2 separate regions of the Mus musculus genome follow, and region 1 is linked to region 2. A link is a contact called in public promoter capture Hi-C data. All regions are on one chromosome and are shown on one strand. The core of a region is the stretch at or near the end of the contact, and the rest is flanking DNA. Distances in the headings are between cores, read along the strand shown. Region 1 holds the start of Lamb2 (laminin, beta 2). Region 2 holds the start of 1700102P08Rik (RIKEN cDNA 1700102P08 gene).

Region 1 (3,540 bases), core at 919-3,418, 87 kb before region 2:
GTCATCCGAAGTACCTTACCATGCCCTCAGCATGGGCCGGCGCCCCTGGTGCAGGCGCACACTGTGAGGCGTGGCCATAGCAGAAGCAGTTGCCACGGATGACAAGTTCATAGAGAGCATAATAGTATTTTTCCCGGATCTCCCTCCGTGGGTCAAGCAAGTTGTCTCCCAGTGTGTGAAGCCGGGTTAAGTTCACTCGTAGGTTGGTGATCTTCAACAGGTCTAAGAAAGGGAAGAGGGTCTCGTCCAACTAAGCAGGTGGCCCCTTGTTGCCTCGTCCCCACCAGTGCCACCATTGGTTGCAGCTGCCAAGGTCACCTTGGGAGACCTCTTTTCTATTGCTCCCAGAGCTAAACTGGGCTTGGCATTTGCCCTAGGAAGCACCTAAAATAGTTACTGAGGCCCCAAATAGTCCCCATCCGGACACTGAGACTGTGCCAATCTCCATAGTAGAACACTCACTCTGAATCCGTGAGCTGTAGGGGTCTGGGATAGGAATAGCAGGGTCCAGCACACGATAGATGACCTAGCAGGGCAAGAAGTCCACAGATAATGAACCTCGCTTCACGTCCATCACAGACCCCACTAGCTGGGTCCCAGCCCTTACCTCGCCTTCCGTAGACGGCTCGATTTCTGAGTAGCGGGACTCACACACTACATCATCCCAGCGACGTGGCGGGGCCAGTGGGATTCCCGGGAAGTCAGCCCCGCAGTCATAGGAAAAATATCGGTACACGTGCCAGGTGCGGCCAAAGTCTGCAGAACGCTCCACCAGCATAGCAGCAGGCCGGAACGTCTGGATGGGGAAGGAGGACATGTCTGACTAGCAGGAACCAGGACTTCAGTCCAGCCTAGGTTACGGAGAGCTCTGCTTAGTCATGATCACTGCTGAGCATCTCAGACACATGGGAAAGACTAGGAAAGCCAGACCATGATCAGACCAGGGAGGACAGCCACCTCTGACAGGCAGGTTAAAATACCACGAGACCCAGAGAGACTGTATCTGACTTAGCCTAGGAATGGGGCACAAGAGAGCATGTGCAGAGGTGTTCAACTATGGAAGCCATGCAGGACGTGACCATGCTTCACACATAGAGCACAACACAGGAGCTCAGGGAAGCTTCGTTGTAGAGCTAGGACTCTGTTAGGGGGTACTGAGAAGCAAAGCAAAATCAGGCGGGTTCGCTGACGCGCAGGCACCTTGAACGTCATAATGAGGTGGGTGAAATGAAACTCAGCTTCCAGGTCCAGTTGGATGGTGACCATTGGAACCCCTGCAGCAGGAATAGGGGGTCAAGGTTCTGCGGTTACTGGTTACAAGCCCTAGTCATCCTGATGACCTACTCAGGGGCTCACCGTTCTCCGATTGCCACCAGGCTGTCCGGCGTTGTGGCGCAAAGCTGGTGACTACATTCTGGATCCGATGACTATTTGGGTTGTCTCGAGCAGAGAAGGGACGTCGGGAGTCACACAGGAAACACTTCTTTTCGTCCTGGATTGGGTGGAGTGTAGGATAGGTACCTTAGCTGGGGCCGACCCCACCCTGACCCAGCCCTCTCCTCTGGGGCCCCAGAAGCACCTGCAGGTGACTGACAATACAGTAGGGTTGAGGGCTATGCAAGCCACACGTGGATGAGGCCGTCAGTCTGTCCGCACGGCCCACCAACAGGTCACCGGTGGCTGGATAGCAGCTTCCTCGAGAACAGCCAGGTACATCCAAGGACGGGGCCTGGGCCAATGTGGCAGCCAGCACTGAGGACAGTGGGTCAATCAGCTCAGCAGGACTCCTGGTGACTAGCCCCATCCCTTGGGCCCCTGGGAACAGCCTGCCACCCCTGGACCTACCATCACATCCCACAACCTTAGGCCTCACCAGGCCCCCTCACCACTTAGAAGTAGGCCCAAGCGAAGTTCCCATGGCAAAGGCTGTCCCTGCCTGCCCCTCCCTGGTTCTCCTGAGGCCCACTCCATCCTGAAGAAAAGTAAAATAGAGATAAAGAGAGATAAAGAGTCCACAGACGAAAGCCCACCACCTCCCTTGGGGCTGATGCTGACCCGACCGTGTGGGTACTGGGCTGGTGTCCCTCCAGGCCCTCAATCTGTCCAGGGTCGGACCTAGCAGTCACTCCTCCACAATCTGAGAGACTCTGACGACTTTGAGTAAAGTTGGAAAGCAAGGGAAGGAAGTAAAACACGGAGTGGATCTAAAATAGGATTATAACTGAGGATAGCACCCCACCCCCTACCATACCCCTGCCCGCTGCAGACAACCCTCATCCTAAGAACCAGACTTTGGTTACTTCATCCACTTTCTTTTTAAGCTGAAGTTTATTTAGCAGATGTGTACTTAGCAAAGAAGCAGCTTAGTTCGAGGAACTAAAAGGGAGCATCCAAAAAGAAATTAGAGTAGGCTGCTCAAAGACAGAGCATCCTGGTCCACATATCTTCATCGGATCCCTTAAGTCCCGATGTGAACCAGGGGTTGCTGGCAAGCATGGCATTCAGGGGACAGGAAGAGGGCTCGTGGAGTTGGCGGGTGGCAGAGGTAAATCGAGAGGTTTGTGATCTTTGTGTATCAGGAAGGCAGATGGAAGGAGCTTATGGCCTTTGTCCTGGTGTCACTATGGAAACCACAAATCAGCCGCGGGGCTCCCAGGGTTACAGCATCAGTCGGGAGATGGATGGGAAAGGTGCAAGCTAGAATTCTATTGTACCTGTGGAAAGGTTTAGGACGCCCCAAAGGATAGACTAGGACTGAGCTCTCGGAGATACTGGAAAGGCCACGCACTACTGCCTGAAACAGAACTCCGAGGAACTCGACCGTCCATAAGCACTCCAGCAAATGGGTTGCGAGAAAGGTTGCCTGTTTCCTGATTAAAATGGGCTGTGGCTACTCAGTTACCCAGAGGATGGGTTCTGGGTGACAGACTCTGGACCACCAGCAACAAGTGAATCCGAATCTTGTGACTATTTATCCACGCCGGACTTTCCAGTCGCCTGGCAGCCCGGGAGCGGAGGGTTGGAATGCGCGCACCCACTAGGCGCGCGCCCCACCCAGACCCCTGGGACTTCAGGCGGGAAGAGGGTGGGTTCAGGTCCGTACGGCTTGCTTTGAGTGCCACCGCTATGAACAGACTGCTGGAGATCAAGCAAAGATTACTGGAAGCTGCAGGCGCCTGTGGGAAAGCTGAAAGTTCAGAGGAAACTTTCCGCCTCACAAAGGAGGATGGGGGCGGGGCAGTCAATCCGCTGATTTTCCCTGTCACTAGAGTAGACTCTCCTGTCACCTAGAGGAGTCCTGTGAGCAATCTAGGGAAGCTCTGGTATGCTAGAGGTGATAGGTCAGAATTTTAGATCACTCGATAAAGGGGCAGGATGGGGCTAAGGGCATTAGAGGGAGTTACATGATAGTTCTAGTCTCAAGGTTAGACGGCCAATGAGGGACATCATAGAGTCATATTTATTTATTTATTTATTTAGAGACAGGGTTATTTATTTATTTATTTATTTATTTATTTCGAGACAGGGTTTCTTTGTATA
Region 2 (3,284 bases), core at 309-2,808:
CTGAACCCACAGGGCAGAGTCCACTCCTGAAAGGTTCCCTTTGACTTTTGTAAGCATGCTGTGGCTATACACACACACATAGAATTTTTAAAATGAGAAAAAATTGGCAGCTGGAGTATGGCTGGCTCAGTGGTTGAGAGGGCAGCACTGGCTGCTCTTCCAGATCTGAGGATCCCACCTGGTACCTAACAACTGTCAGTAACTCTAGTTCCAGGGGATGTGATGCCACAGCCTTCTGGCCTCTGCAGGCAAAACATCTACATGTACAAAAGACAAACATTAAAAAAACTTAGGGAAAATCCTTAAAGTATCAAACCAGACAAAACATTGCAAAGGCTTGTAGATCAGCGGGAGTGCCTGCCCCAGCATGTGTGAGGCCTTGGATTCAGTCCTTCGCACTACCCACAATTTAAAACTAGCTCAACACCTATTACCCTTTGGTACAGTAGTTTCGATGACTGTTTGGAAAATAACCAGGCTTTCAACCTAAACACATAAAAACTGTTTGCCGGCCCACATTCTAAAAACCATGAATTTCTTGTGTACAGTCAACGCTCCAAAGAGGAGGCTAGCTTAGTCATTAGATCTGAGATCTTCAACTTTTTTGTTTGTTTGTAGACAGGGTTTCTCTGTATAGCCCTGGCTGTCCTCGAACTCAAGAAATCTGCCTGCCTCTGCCTCCCGAGTGCTGTTTGTTTGTTTGTTTTTTTAAACAAACAACGGTTTCTAGAAAGCTATCGAATTAAAATCACCTTAAACTATCTTTTCTCCAGTCTTCCCCATCACCTGCAGCTCTCCAAAACTGTCTGTCACGTGCCAAAATGGAAGACTGCATCAAGACATTTTCCTTGCTGGTCAGAGGTTTCCTTTTGGGGTATAGAGGCTGCTGAAGTTTTGAATTAACCGGAATATGGTGTGTCCCGAAGGCCGGGTTCTCACTCTCAGGAGCACACGAGGCACCAGAGTATGGGGCAGCAGAGGGGCAGGCAGCCAGTGGGTTTCTGCAGAGGAGCCTGTGTACCGGCTGGGAGGTGAGCGACGGGGCGTCCAGCCTCTGCTGGGCTGTGCACTCCTGAGAATGCCTGACTCCTTCAAAGGCTCGGTCTATAGCAGCAGTCAGCTCCTTTCTGCATCTTCGTAGTTTTTCAGACATTTCCCTAAAAGCGACCATGCTTTCTTTTATTAAGTGATAATTGTAAATGCACGGAGCAACGGGAAAATGATGCTTCTATACAGGAGGCTGGGATTCAACCTCGATTTCGAGTATGACCTACGGTTATACAACATCATCCTTCGTTCTTTTCCTCGGAGGGGCGGATCACCCGCCATTCTCAGAGGACCCAGGGTCACGGGATTCTCAGAGGACCCAGGGTCACGGGGGAGGGCCCGAGACGCCCCGCCTCACCGCCCAGAGCTTCCTTAGCCTGTAGGCCGCTAAGCCTTTTCCCTCCACCCACTACTGCGCCCAGTTGCTGTCTGGGCCCCCAAACTATGGCCAGCCTAGACAGGACGGGGCCCCGTTGAGTCCTCACCCAGCCGTTGCCGCACAAGAGTGCCCAACGGTCACTGAGTCCACGTTCCAAGACCAGCGATTCCCAACCCCCACCTACTAGGTTAAAGGTCGAGGTGAAGACTCACATGACCCCAATGGGAACAAAGGCCCTAGAGCTGGCCTGTTAGGTTGCCGGCTTTGCCACTAGGGGAGTAAGGGAAGGGTTAAGGAAGAGAATCCGGTCTGGAGAGGGTCTATTACCGAAAAAGTATTTTCTTAAACCTTATTAACTAGAATGTTTGGAGATCTGAAAAATACCCATTGTGTTCTTCTGAAGCTAACGTGGAGAAACAATGCCACACACTGCACCCAGTTTTATGAATAGACTTCTTTTAAGGGAGAGCTAATGAAAGTTCCACATAGAATCACTTTATCAAGGGCAGTGGGGGACAAAACAGAACTTCTAGGAGTCTGTGAGAAACTGAAAACAATAGCCCAATACTAACTTCATTTCATAACCGGGAAGGCGGCTGGAAAATTCTGAGAGAACAAGAGAATAGAAACGGGTTTCAGAGACAGTTTAGAAAACTATAAGCCCATCTCAATGAACAGCAAAGAACTAGAGGACAACATCAAATTTGCTGGAGGCTTGGTTTACTGTGGCCAGACTACTGGGGTGAGCAGTGTGGGCACCAGAATCCAAAACCCAGTTCGGAGCAGCCCTGCAGGTGGGTCTTCATGGCTGCACCATGCTCATTGCAGGGTCTTCCTCTCCACTCTTTGGAATCCATGAGACACATGCCACTGTGCACCAAACCCCAGCCCACAATTGAGCTCCACAGGTTTTTCTCTCACCACCCGTTTAAAAGAAAAAATAATCCAGCCTCTTAACATAGAGCCCTTCTCAGAAAGCAGGGTTTCTCTTTCCTTCCTCTTCTCATAAAAGGAGGTAATGTCCTCATCTGGTTTGAGATTGATATGAGCAGTCTTCAAGAGTGCCACAGATATTCTCCTGGGGGAGGATGCTGGTGTTGGGAGGGTGGCAGGGTCACAGAGGCCACATCAGTTGGTGTCCATGTTGTAAGCCTCCTCATCCCCCATGCCCTGGTGTGAGCTGCTCAGCTTCACCCCTCCATCAGAACCGGGGAAACTGCCGAGCGAAGATGTGCTGGAGCATTCGTCATCCCGACGCTGATAGAACAACACGTAGGCGGCTTTCGTCTAAAACACAAGGAATGGGGTCCATTCACTGATAATAAACTCACCCCACCCCTTTCCTAGCACCTGTGATCCCAGCAAGGCGAGGGGGGCCTGACAGGAGGATTCTTTTTCCAAGGTCAAGGCCAGCCTGGGCTTCAGAGTGAAACCCTATCTTAAAAAAAAAAAAAAGCAATCTTAAACTGAATGTGGGGATGGATATCTGTAATACCGGCACTCAAGAAGCAGAGGTAGGAGAATTACCCTAAGTTTGAGGCTACAAACTTACAAAATGAGTTTCAGAGCAGGCAGAGATATAGAGATACTATCTCAATAAACAAGCACACTCACTGAGTGACTGAGTGGACAGCTGTACTCTCGGGAACCTGCCACCTTTATTTATTAGCTGCTTCCTGATGCCCCTGCCATGGCTCTAGCAAATGCAGATAGATGCACTGTGATACCTCTAGGAAAACTGAGCTTCTCCGTTAGGAAAGATCTAGGATGAATGGCAGTCCCCTCTGCTCCACTCAGAGCCCTAGCAGATAAGGAGGTAACCGTCTGGCTTGAGGGAACCTTTTCGGTTGATTTGTTG

What was found. Promoter capture Hi-C pulls out the DNA fragments that hold promoters and counts their contacts.
Region 1: a contact with region 2 is called in a promoter capture Hi-C map of embryonic stem cells. The contact joins the promoter of Lamb2 here to the promoter of 1700102P08Rik in region 2. A contact is called at or near these places in 16 of 39 promoter capture datasets (the 3T3-L1 cell line, 3T3-L1-derived adipocytes, the C10 cell line and 12 more), 1 of 15 datasets of contacts at CTCF or cohesin (large pre-B cells), 10 of 484 Hi-C or Micro-C datasets (bone marrow-derived macrophages, cerebellar granule neurons, cerebral cortex and 5 more), 27 of 115 datasets of contacts at active chromatin or transcription factors (the 230-238 cell line, the SCID.adh cell line, bone marrow-derived macrophages and 19 more) and 5 of 9 other capture datasets (adipose tissue, embryonic stem cells, liver and 2 more).

What each region holds. Positions count from the first base shown.
Region 1 is chr9:108,478,490-108,482,029 of GRCm38.p6, reverse strand. It overlaps Lamb2 (laminin, beta 2), which reads right to left and starts at 2,168. Exons shown (of 33, transcript NM_008483.3): 1 at 2,056-2,168; 2 at 1,887-1,972; 3 at 1,580-1,752; 4 at 1,357-1,492; 5 at 1,201-1,274; 6 at 608-796; 7 at 463-526; 8 at 20-222. The coding sequence starts at 1,971.
Region 2 is chr9:108,391,108-108,394,391 of GRCm38.p6, reverse strand. It overlaps 1700102P08Rik (RIKEN cDNA 1700102P08 gene), which reads right to left and starts at 1,558. Exons shown (of 4, transcript NM_053216.2): 1 at 1,533-1,558; 2 at 753-1,157. The coding sequence starts at 1,153. It overlaps Usp4 (ubiquitin specific peptidase 4 (proto-oncogene)), which reads right to left. Exons shown (of 22, transcript NM_011678.2): 22 at 1,863-2,713. The coding sequence ends at 2,555.